3 separate regions of the Mus musculus genome follow, and regions 1 and 2 are each linked to region 3. The links are chromatin contacts, called in public HiCAR-type and Micro-C maps. All regions are on one chromosome and are shown on one strand. Each heading gives the region's core, a stretch centred on a gene start, on an enhancer-like site or on the middle of the called end of the contact. The rest is flanking DNA. Distances are from core to core; before and after follow the strand shown. Region 1 has its middle 23 kb from the start of 7530428D23Rik. Region 2 overlaps Gm31813 (a long non-coding RNA gene). Region 3 has its middle 31 kb from the start of Gm31693.

The links. Hi-C and Micro-C count contacts between places; a contact is called where the count stands out from the background. HiCAR-type assays count read pairs that join an accessible place to other places.
Region 1: a HiCAR-type map of astrocytes shows a contact between it and region 3, with 7 times the contacts expected there. The contact joins two enhancer-like sites. A contact is called at or near these places in 4 of 484 Hi-C or Micro-C datasets (frontal cortex, nephron progenitors, neural progenitor cells and 1 more) and 3 of 115 datasets of contacts at active chromatin or transcription factors (CD8 T cells and astrocytes).
Region 2: a Micro-C map of embryonic stem cells shows a contact between it and region 3, with 3 times the contacts expected there. The contact joins two enhancer-like sites. A contact is called at or near these places in 1 of 484 Hi-C or Micro-C datasets (embryonic stem cells) and 3 of 115 datasets of contacts at active chromatin or transcription factors (CD8 T cells, embryonic stem cells and pancreatic cancer cells).

What each region holds. Positions count from the first base shown.
Region 1 is chr3:21,821,974-21,825,970 of GRCm38.p6, reverse strand. No RefSeq gene overlaps it. Among named protein-coding and RNA genes, the nearest start is that of 7530428D23Rik, 23 kb to the right of the region's middle. Within about 2 kb of position 1,345, at least 76 of the 459 cell types and tissues checked have an H3K27ac peak or open chromatin away from gene starts, as enhancers often do. A contact at or near this core is called in astrocytes and neural progenitor cells, where this site is marked.
Region 2 is chr3:21,890,484-21,894,325 of GRCm38.p6, reverse strand. It overlaps Gm31813 (a long non-coding RNA gene), which reads left to right. Exons shown (of 8, transcript XR_001783797.2): 4 at 153-229. Among named protein-coding and RNA genes, the nearest start is that of Gm31813, 72 kb to the left of the region's middle. Within about 2 kb of position 2,010, at least 67 of the 459 cell types and tissues checked have an H3K27ac peak or open chromatin away from gene starts, as enhancers often do. A contact at or near this core is called in embryonic stem cells, where this site is marked.
Region 3 is chr3:21,669,788-21,674,076 of GRCm38.p6, reverse strand. No RefSeq gene overlaps it. Among named protein-coding and RNA genes, the nearest start is that of Gm31693, 31 kb to the left of the region's middle. Within about 2 kb of position 1,401, at least 52 of the 459 cell types and tissues checked have an H3K27ac peak or open chromatin away from gene starts, as enhancers often do. A contact at or near this core is called in astrocytes, embryonic stem cells and neural progenitor cells, where this site is marked.

The DNA of each region.
Region 1 (3,997 bases), core at 96-2,595, 150 kb before region 3:
CAGTTCACCTTGCTTCCCTCCCAGCCCGAGACTGCAGAAGAAAACCTCCTGATACGAGGTATAGAAGAAGCAGGACAGCTGTGACAGCTATTGTTGTATTTGCACTGATATCAAGATGTAGGTTGTTGCTATGTTGAACTAGGATGGAGAACTGTCAGTTATGTGCTGGGAACAGGAATGACTAGCTCATAATTTTCGGCCTGGGGATACCTACTTTAGAGAGCATTATCAGCTTCATACGACAGTCTGGTGCCACTAGTACCGAGCACTGTGACTAACTTCAGAGCAGCTGTGGGTAGCTGTTCTTTAGAGTGTTGTACCTAGAGTGGCACAGCAAGACCACAATTGGCAAAAGTGGCCTCCTCTGTCTAGCATTTGATCATGGTGCTTCTCTAAGGGGCATCTGTTAAGTACAGTTGGTAGATCTGGCCTACTTCTCATGTGTTGGGGCTTGGAGCTGTGAGCACTTAGTACTTTGTGAGCACTTAGTTCTTCATGTCATTCAGTTAAACTCTGTCATGCTCTTTGGAGACACTATCCTCATTCATAGGTAACAGATCAGAGTTAAACTTTACCCTCTTACAGCAGAGTAGGTCCAGGATCCAAACTGAAGCTCTTATGCCTGAAACCAGCATGCCAAGGTTTCTCCAAATTCAGTTGATTTAGAATCAACTTTGTATTTTTCTAAAGCAACACACCACCTGTACTCCATCCGGTCAATAATTTTCTGTAAGCTAGTTGCTTTCTTTTCTATTTAAATAAATAGGACTGCATCCGAATCACCAATGGACAGGAAACCAATTTTAATGTGTATATTGGTCCCCACACCATCTAAACTATTGCCACACTGGAGGACATGAATCATGCTCGATGCTTCCTCTTTCAGGTTGGACCAAATGGAGTTTCTGACCCAGCTGTCTATTGGTAGAAATTTTCATATAACATTTAAAGATAAAAGCGTCTATTATCGACTGCTTCTGTATCCTACCCACTGTCCAGGCTCTTTCTGATTATATGGCCTCCACAGAAAACAGACTGGGGGTCTTATAAAGACCAGAGATTCTTCCTGTTTGTGTTTAATGACTTCCATAAAAATTCACATGATTTCATTTTTCTATAGTGTCGCCTTTGTGTTAGGAAGAGCAGGCAACCTCCCAGCTGCTGTTCACATGCAGTCTTGTTCTTCCACCTCTGCTACACGCTGACTAGTCTTTCTTACTTGCTGACACATCTTTGCCTAGGCAATGGCAGCTGGCAGCAGCACCAGCTTCTCCTGAACTAGGCTGTCATCCTGGCACAGGCAGGGCTGCATGGTGATCAAGACCATTGTGGTTGTGTGGCCATGGTGGTAGGACTGGCTCTTCACTCGCAGTGCTCAGAATTTCTATGACGTGATTTGCATGGTCAGTGCTCCAAAGGAAGCCAGGAAGCTTTTAGGACCTCTTCATTTTGTTTTTCCAATGTGACAATTGGCCAGCTTACCAAATATTGTCAGTCATGCAATTGTTCCTGAAACACTTTCCAGTACAGAGTCTCTCAGGGGAAGCTGCTATCGCTTTCTCCTGAGCTGGAAATGATGTTGTGCCTCTTTACGCAGCCGGGTGCAGAGAACTCTGGAAAGCCGCAGACTCACCTCATGAATAAACATTTAGCTGGGAATGAGGAGGCCTTCCCTTTCCTGGTGGCTGTGTGACTGCAGGGAAGGTCTGTGCTTTCTAAGCCTTTGTGTACTGTCTATGACTAGGCTTCCTTAGAGGACTGTCAATCTACACTTCCAGTGTGGAAAAGGGCTGAGGACATGACTGCTGGTAAAGTGCTTGCCATGCTAACAGGAGGACCTGAATTCACATCCACAGGACCATGTAAAGTCAAGGCTGGCAACAGCAAACATCTGTGATGCCAGCACTTAGAAAGACAGAGAGGACCTTCTCTGGCAGCCAGCATAGCCTGTCCCATGAATTCCATGTTCAGTGAGAGACCCAGTCTCAAAAGTATAAGACAGTGGGCAATAGAGCAAGATACCTGATCTCTGGTCTGCACAACAACACATGTCTTTGCACACCTGTGCACACACGCATGTTCATGTGCACACATATGTGTGCACATGCACTCGTCAACTCATTTTGCTATGGTAGTTACTATTATGCATTTGTTTGTAATATAAGCAGAACTGAGCAATGTATTGCGTCTTTAAAACAGTTATTAAATTTGTATTTATCTTTGTCTGTGTGCATGTGTGTGTGGCAGTCAGGGTGGAGCATGTCTCCAGTGTGGAGATCAGAGGACAATTTGTGGGAACCCATTCTCTCCTTCTACTGTGTGAGTCTCAGGGATCAAACTCAGGTCCCTCAGGCTTAATGCCAAGTACCCAGCGAAGTCATCATGCTGGCATGAATTTGGAGCTTTCCCAACCTCCAGGACACCATGAGTCTGGTAAGAATAGGGTCGGCAGCTTCTGAGCAATCCTGTGAGTTAGCTTGCTCGGCTGAGCCAGTCACAATGACGTAGAAGCTCTGTTTTTATTAAGCCACAGAAACTTGTTGGTATGCTGTGGATTTGGTTCATATTCTAAAGCAGAGATGAAAAAGGTAGGAAGGAAAAATAATGTCTAGAATTGTCCCCTGTCCCCACCTTGAAGAACAATTGAGAGAAAACATTGTGGCACAGAAGGGCAGGGCAATACACCAGAAGTAACCACTAAACAATTTGCTCATTATCCTTCCAAAAACAACCTCAAAATGAGTTGGAAAATAGGGTGTTTAGGGCTCGTCACTCTCTGCTGTCCTGTTCCCATGAGTCAACAAAAGGTACCATTCGATCTGTGCTCATTACTCCTTACGTAGTGCTTAGATGCTTCTATTATGGCAATCCCAATCAGCTCCCACTTTTAGGCAAGGATTTTAATAATAGCTACTGTGTATTAGCTAGTAGTAACTATGTGGAAAGCATTTTAATACAGAAGTTATTTATTTCAAATCCCCATTCCTATGCTGTGGGGCGAATGGCATCCTTGCCATCTTTTCTGTGGTACAGAGATCCTAGCCAAGGCCTTGTTCAGTTTGTGCTACTTGAGTGTTCTGCCACTGAGCTGTCTCCCCAGCCTCTGCACTTCCACTGCCCTAGAAGAAAACAAGAGCAAGCTAGTTGTGCAATGAGTGGAAGGAAAGAGGGTAGGTTCTGGTCGGAGTCTAAGAGCTTAGCTTTTTTAGAGTGCAATTTTAATTATGACTAAGCAATTCTTTTTAAGGGGGGCGGGTAAATCAATGTTGTTGAGGTTTAAAAACTCGACCTTTTATTGACTTAATTGCCAAACCTTAATGGACTATTAAGAGAAGCATGAAAAAATATGTCACTGAGTTAGAAGTCTGAAGTTTATTATATTAGTCATCATTGGAATATGTTTTGGAAATCACTTACCTAATTAACCATTATGACTATTACTCAGTTGTTTCTATGGATAAAACTCCATCTTATTCCTCAAAATCGACATTCATTTATGTTGTTATTTGTGCAGTCTTAGACATCAGTATCTAATTGTTTTGAGGGGCTGGAGTTCCTCCTATTCTTTTATTAGGCCATTTACCGGTAACACCCAATTCAAAGTTGTAAATACAAATGTTCCTTGGTATATGTATCCATGAGGGATTGGATCCAAGAATTCCTGTCATTTGTGGAGCATCCAAAATCTGTGGAGGCTCAAGTTCTTATGATAGGCCAATGTTTGCTTGCAGCCACAAAATGTGCTGCAAGATTTGTTTTATTTATTGTGTTTTAGTGTGATATTTATTAATAAATATTTATATAATAATGTGTGTGTATTTGTGGTCTGGGTTGGCTGAGGCCACAGAGTTCATGGATATGGAGAACAATTTGTATTCATGGTGAATTTCCTTGGGCATTGAGCTTCAGTGTGGTAGCCACAGGGCAGTGATTCTAAATTGCTTGACATTTGAAACCACCTGAGGATAGACACAGTCCACACAGGAGAAATCGGGTA
Region 2 (3,842 bases), core at 761-3,260, 220 kb before region 3:
TGTATGTGGGGCCTAGGGCAGGCTACAGTACCTGCTTTAAAACAAAAAGCATTTATTTTGAAGGTTTTATAATGTATGCTGGCAGTTTTTTGTTTTGTTTTGTTTTGTTTTAAAGATAAAGGCATTTTCTTTCTTGTTTTCTTTTTAAATAGTAAAAACCTAACAACTCCGAGCTTGGTAGAGACCCTGTTTCAAGAGCAAAAAGGAAGAAGGGAGAAGAAGAAGATGGGTAATGTTCTCCTACCGTTAAAACTCTCCCGCACTTGTCTGCCTTTGGAGATTTCTGTGCCAAATTCAACAGTTAAGACTTTGGTGATGGGAAAGATGACGCTTTTCTTGTCCTCTTTGTGTATGTTCAGCTGTGTGTCCATGCACACTTGTGTATCCGTGAAATGCATGTTTGTGCGCATGCATGAGTAAGCCTGATGTCAGTCTCAGGTTTAATTCTTCAGGAGCTATGTATCATGTTTTTCTTAAAGGCAGTGATTCTTACTGGAACCTGGGGCTTGCCCATTAGGCTATGCTGGTTGGCCAGTGAACCCCAGGGATCCACCTGTTCCCACTTGCCCACTGCTTAGATTCACCAACCATCACACCAGACGTTTTACATGGGTAATAGGGATTGAAGTCAGGTTCAAATGTTTACACGGGATGAACTTTTCCTGAGTGGGCCGTCTCTGTAGCCCCACCATGGGACACTTCACTTATCCTTTTTATTCACCATCAAATGTATATATATTTTTTCTGAAAATATTAGCCTTTTGCATTTGACATGTATTGCCAGAGAAGTCACAGGGTAGAATTCTGTAGCCATCTATCAAGGCTTGAGGAGACATGCAAATGTTCTGTGTACCGACTGAGAGGTACTCTGAGCGCATATCACCATTAGTGAAGTGTGATTAGGCAGAGAATGGAATTTTACACTGCTTACCTCTTCTGACTTTTTCATTTGCAGTCCAGCCTTAGCTCATCGGGTACAGATCGGTTTACATCCTTGAATGTGCGTGAAACCAACCTGGGGCTCTTTGGAGCTCTTAATTGCTGTGTGATTTGATATCACAGTGCAGTGAAGCTAGGCAAGCTAATTGTTTTCCTGACTGAATTTCATCCCTCCCTCCCTCTGCCTGGAGGAGGGGATAAAGCAAAAAACAAAGCAGGGAATGTCTCTGGGCTGCACATCTTTCCTTTCCAGCAACATCATTTGTGATGGGTAGCAGCCTCGTCATCACACAGTCGATCATGATGAGGGATAATTATAATCCTTAAGTGGTTTCAGCTTTGGGTTGTTAGTAGTGGGAGCAAAATGAGGATGGGTGGGAGTGTGAAAGACAAATATGGTTTACTCAGCTTTAGTGTTCTCTTGCAGCATTTCAGAAATAGAAGAAAGACATTTCTCTGTGCGTCTTGCTGGGGAGCGGAGTTATAGTTCATAGCTACATTGTGTGATGTGAAACACGTACTGGACTAAAATTTATGGAAACAAATTAAATATTTGATTAATCACTTTAACTATTGATCAATTTGTATGGCTTCCTGTACATTGCCTTTTTCATAGCAATCAATAACGTGGGTGATGTATAAACAACATCTTCTGCAATAAATAATTATATTATGTAATGCGGGTTAAATTTAGAAATTGCTGTTTTATTGCATTTCTTCCTCATAAAATGTAGTGCCAAATAGTAATTGACACCGAGTTAGAGGTTTGTAATGCTTTACTTCAAATTTAATCCAGGAATTCTCTCAGAGGATTTACAGAAAGAGATCCCTGGAGCAAGAGCAAGGATGGGAAGCAGGGAGTACCTGAGCCAGGAGGCGGGGGGGGGGGGGGGGGAGGTCAAGACGTGATTGGTGGGGAGGGAAGGAGGGGCAGAGAAATTGAGAAGCCTGGTGTGGCAGATTGTCTCTTTTAGAACCCAGTAAGCCATTGTGATGGAAATGGACATCAGGCAAGGCAGAGTTCAGTTGCAAAAGGCTGAGATTGGAGCCCAGGCCCCCAGGAGGGCAAACTGCCTCTGACAATAAGATGGGAGATTTATTAGGAAGAAACACAAAGCTCTTTCCCTCTCCCTGGTGTTTCTAAAGCATTTAGCCTGCCAGGAGAACCAAGGCTTCTGTTAGCACTAATCACTTCCGGAGCGTCCCCAGTTGCTTTGAGACTAAATGTCTGCTGGCCACGAATCAATTCTCTCCCCACCCCCACCCCAAGGATTAGCTGTTTCATCTTTACGTAGATAATTCAATCATCTCCAAGAGAAATGGAGGCGACCGAAGCAGCTAGAAGCAGAACCAGGGAGCACAGTACACTCTTGTTTGCTCTGGAAGGACACCCTATTCCAAAGGAGAAGGTGGTAGTGGGACTATTTGCAGCACTGTTATCTGAAGGGGCCTTCCGTTGAAAATTATGCAGTAGCTGTATTTGGACCATTCTTTTTTTTCTTTTTTTAATATATTTTTTATTAGGTATTTTCTTAATTTACATTTCAAATGCTATCCCTATACCCTCCACCCCCACCCCGGCCCGGCCCTGCTCCCATACCCACCCACTCCCACTTCTTGGCCCTGGCGTTCTCCTGAGGAATATAAAGTTTGCTAGACCAAGGAGCCTCTTTCTCAATGATGGCCGACTAGGCCATCTTCTGCCTCATATGCAGCTAGAGACACGAGCTGGGGGTACTGGTTAGTTCATATTGTTGTTCCACCTATAGGGTTGCAGACCCCTTCAGCTCCTTGGGTATTTTCTCTAGCTCCTCCATTGGGGACCCTGTGTTCCATCCAATAGATGACTATGTGCATCCACTTCTGTATTTGCCAGGCACTGGCATAGCCTCACATGAGACAGGTATATCAGGGTTCTTTCAGCAAAACCTTGCTGGCATATGCAAGAGTGTCTGGGTTTGGTGACTGATTATGGGATGGATCCCCGGATGGGGCAGTCTCTGGATGGTCCATTCTTTCGTCTTAGCTCCAAACTTTGTCTCTGTAACTCCTTCCATGGGTATTTTATTCCCTATTCTAAGGAGGAATGAAGTATCCACACGTTGGTCTTCCTTCTTCTTGAGTTTCTTGTGTTTTGCAAATTGTATCGTGGGTGTTCTAAGTTTCTGATTCTAAGTTATAAACCCCAATAGATATGCTTTCTAAATCATAGCACACATTTGGGAAGAAGAGGCGTGTGAGGGGAATGAAAGCATATGGTAGGCGTGATCTGACCTTAGTACTGGGAAAGGGCAAGAAGGAAATCCAAAATTTTATACATGAATACACTCATGAATAAGCGCTCTAAAATAGAACTGGCAAAATGACTCAGGAAGTAAGACAGCAAGTCTGGCAATGTGTGTTCAATCCCCAGAACCCATGGGAAAGGTGGAAGAGAAAACAGAGTCCACAGCGTTTTCCTCTGGCCTCTACATATGTGTCCTGAGACATGTACAGAACCCCATCATGTACATATGTGCATGTTTAACATACATAGGCACACACACACACACATATGTGTGAGCATGTGTGTTTGCCTAATACTATTAAGAAATACAATAATTTTAAAAGGCATATTTTACTAATTGAGTTTTAGACCATCCTGATATACACTTGTTTAAAAAAAATCGATTGAAAAAAAATCTCTCAATATTTATCACAAAACATAACTTGAAAATTAAGATCCATTTGGAAAGGGGCAAGAATCAAAGGAAGATGGCAGCTAAGCATGAATTGCTTCTGCAAAACTGTTTGCACCCCATGGTTCAGGGAGAAGCATCATTTCCTGCAGTGCCTGACCAGATCTCTTCAACCAGCTGGAGTGATGTGAGAACTCTAACATCAGCTCCAAGCCCCCAAGCCCA
Region 3 (4,289 bases), core at 152-2,651:
ATATGCATTCCACATCAATGCTAAGCCCCCATTTTCTACTTAAATGAAAACAAACAAACAAAAAAGAAATAAAAAAGAAGGGGCATGACTGTTGCTAGGTATGGTGGAGAAGAAGGTTTATTGTAGATAAAAGGAAGAACATAGCCAGAGGCTGGGACACCTGGGAGAGTCCAGGTCACCTGGGAGAGTCCAGAATGAACCTAACCTTGAGCAGGAACATGTAAGGAGGGGAAGGCAGAGAGGAGAGAGCAGAGAGGGAAAATCCAGGAAAGAAAAGGATAGACTTTCAGAATTAGGAATCAAAGTAACTGGGTTATACAGGGAAGGGCAACTGCGGGAAGTAGCCCAGTAGCTCAGGGTGGAGGTGTGATATGTCAGTCATATTCTAAACAGGTAGGAATTGATGGTTGCTGGGAGTTCCTGACAACCAGGTCCTCTTTGATATGTTAAATAGGCACCTTGGTTACCCATTTGTCCTGCATCTGAGAGCTAACTTTGCTGCTGGGTGAAATACTTTCCCACTATCATTCTGCACAATGATTCCTGTAGATATAGTTGCCTTTGACTCCTCCGATGTTCTTCTTTGGAGTCCAACATCTGACATTTACAAAAAAGTGATGTTATTCCTAATATACACATATGGAACATGAGCCTCATGAAATGATCCCAAAGTGCTCAACTAAAAACAATGGGGAGGAGGAAAAGTACAGGGACAGAAATAGCAGCAAAGTTCTGGAAGCAACAGGATTTACACCAATACACCCATACTTTTACTCTCTAGTTGAAATAGTGATGGATTTTAACATCTGAACTCTACTTTGGGGTGGTTCAGAGTTGGGGCCAACTGACTCTTTGCTCTATCCATGTGGGCACCTGGAGCCTGAAAGTTTGTCATTTTGAAGACTCTGACTGCACGTCCCCTTTGATCCCTCAGGGCCTAGCAGGAACTGACTAGAAACTGTTGGACTTGGTTGGTTTGTTACAAGTCCTTAACATTAAACAAGGTAATGAACAAGACAGAGGCCAAATGGGGAATAGATCAGTCACCTAGCAGGAAAGATAAAATGAATAATACTGAATATTAGGATTGGATAGGCTTCTATAACAATTTTCAGGTCTCAGAACAAGAAATTTGGCAGATACATGTGAATAGTAGCTGAAGCTGAGTTTATTAAGAAAAAATACTCTTTCAAGGAAGGCAGCAGGCCATAGCAGTGGGGAAGATTAGGAGCTCAAAGGCCCTGTACACAAACGATTGAAACTTTTGTAGGTCATTTGCATAGCATAGACTTTCTCAAGCATTTGCATAAAGAGGGATTTGGTAAGCTTTTGGGCAGACTCTGTTACACAGTAGTCTTGGCATGCTTGATGGTTCCGTTCTTCCTTTCTGGCAACTGGTTTCTTTCATATGCTAATTTACAGGCCTTGCATAAGGCCTTTTGGACCTCACTCTCCACCCTATTCTCCTGCCTCAACAGGACAGGAGTGGCTGGGCAGGAAATGGAGAGATTTTACTCCCAGTGGCTTGTCCCAACACATTCACATTCATATACACTGGGAGGGGTGAGAGTCATCAAAGATGATGCTATTCCCAGGACTTGAAGTTAGCAAGCTTTGCAATGAAGACACTGAATGATCAGAGGTCTACCAACCTGAAGAAGACCCTGGAGTCTAAGGGAAAGACGGGGGGGTGGGGGGGTGGGGGGGTGGGGGGGTGGTAGTGATTGTTTGGGTTAGATGTACCTTTTACAAGCCATGCAGTTCTTCGGCAGAGAAACTGACCTGTCTTGGGCTTTCTTGTAGCAAGCTATGCAAGGGATTCTTGGGACAAGGGACCTTTAGGGTGACTCTATGGACAAAAAGAAGCTGGAGTCATGGGAACCCAGATTCTGAAACAAACTCTGTCCTGACTTAGCTTTGTTGTTTTGACCAAGTGTTTTCTAGCTGGCGGTTAGTGAAGAGTTGAAGGCTGTACACTCTGGAGCCAGAACACCCCAGGCTTTGAAATCTTGGCTCTGATGTATGTTTGCCTGCTGATATTAGTCTTTTGCCAAGATTTCTGTGAGATGATACAGAGCTGTTACCTGGAACAAAGTTGATGCTCAGTAAACAATGCCTCCTTTATCTTCTTTGTGTGCTGAATAAGTAGGAATGCTTGCAGGCCTTACTGACATGGGTGTGCATTACCGCAGAGAAACTGTACTCAGGAGGATGAAAAGACCATGGGGAAAGAAAAACCACAGATATCAGAACTGTGAAAGGTCAATGTATAAGTTAGGCACCTGGTCAGACTTATGGAGTGAGGTATGGGTCAGGAAGGCTAACGACCACTTGAGACTCCAACAGTTCACAGTTTGAATTTATCTCATCAGTTCTAATCAACTTTGAAGTGTGTGTGTGTTTAATATTAAAAAAAAACACTAGTTTACTTAGAACCTGATCAAGTGCAGAAAAATGGTTCCAGAAGTTTGTTTTATACTTTTAGAACTCCATGTTCCTTTGGTCCAGGCACAACTGACTTGTTTTTCATTGTATGCCTGTGGCAGAGAGTCTTTTCACCTCCAGAGAAACCAGACAGAGGAAGTGTGCATGCAAAGTGTATGTGCTGCCTTTAGACTTGGAAAGACTGTCTAAGGATTGCTTACTTGTGACTCACATTATATAATTTTAATAGTGAATGTTATTCAAAATGTAAAGCAATGTTATTTGATCTTTCAACTCTCCCATTTCTTCTGCTAACACTATTTTACGTTGCTTGTGCAGTCTAATGAAGGTTTTAAGAGTTTTGGTGAGCTCTCAAGGCTGGCTGGCTAGATCAGTGCTTGTATTATTGCTTAGTAACTATGTAGCTTTGGGCATGTTAACTGTTCTTTCTGTGTGAGAAGCAAAACCCTTATTCCTTAATAACGAATTCAAGAGACACCAAGTATTAAAAGTGTTATGGGAAGCCCACCAGGTGTGATCATTTAGATACAGTTTATAGCCACTGAAAGCCTTTAAGTCCAGACAGCTGGGACTACACTTAGGGATTTGAGATCCAACTGTAGCCCTAAACATTTAAAGCAAAGACTTTTGAAGGGAAGGGGAAAAACAACCAGCAGCAGCAACAGCAGCAGCAGCAGCAGCAGCAGCAGCAGCAGCAGCAGCAGCAGCAGCAGCAGCAGCAGCAGCAGCAGCAGCACATCCTGTTATCTTGCTTGGCAGCTATATGGGGAGGTTTTGTGCAAGGAAGCAGTTTAACAGAAGCTAAGATGACCTGGGGCATTTGACCGTAGGTTTCCAGAATAGAATTGGATAATTTTCTGCGGGATTCTCCATCAAGGTTAAGTCTAAAACTGCTCTCAGTAAGAATACACAATGGAGGAACCTCTGCACTGTCTTGTTATGTCACAATAGTGCAGAAGTTTATTTTCATTTCTGAAGAACTTGCTGCTAGTCCCCACAAAAAGGCAAAATGGCTGACTTGCCCAATAGGCATAAAATGTTTTTATAGTTGCAAAATTCTATCCCCTATCTCTTGTTGGCTCAGTGGTTGTGGAGGCATAATCTTCCTGCCTAGTATAGCCTCCTATACTCGATTTTCACTTAGTTTTAGTTTTACACTTCCAGGATGCAAAGCCTTATCAAATGTTTTTTCCCAAGGTCAAGGTCCCTTCCTAATTCCTTGTTTATAGGCTTTGTCACATAGCAGACTGTCTATAGTTTTTCTCCCATAAGATAAACTAAAAGCACTTAGGTAAGCAGGTGCTAGGGTATGGGCTCTGTCCCTCCTCCTCATTTGTGATCTGGTAAACATAAATTTGTAAAAGGCACCTTTGGTATTGGAAAAAAAGAACATTTTTATTTTACAACTTACATCTGTGCCCCAGTTTTCTCACCTACAAATGATCTATTGGTATAAGTCACAGCAATAAAACAACTTACTCTTAGGTTTCAGAGCAATATTTGCTTCTTGTTCATGTCATACTGTGAGTCCATCCCAGGGTCCTGGGTAGTTTCCACTGAAGAAGAGGTTGCAAAAAGAGCTCTTCTGTCAGGGAAACTCACCATTTTTAGTTATGAGATGTCCTGTATGGCCAGCAACCTCATTTGGCTTTTTAAACCAAATTAAAGAATAAATAATTAAATATTATTAGAGCTCACTGGCACAAACCTTTGCTCAAGTATGTGACTACTAAGTGGGACAGAATGAACAGAAAATGTTTCCATCTGTTTAAAAACATTGTTCAAGGATACTTGTTGTTCTGGTTCAGGACAATTGAGAATGGTCCAAGAACCACTACACTGGT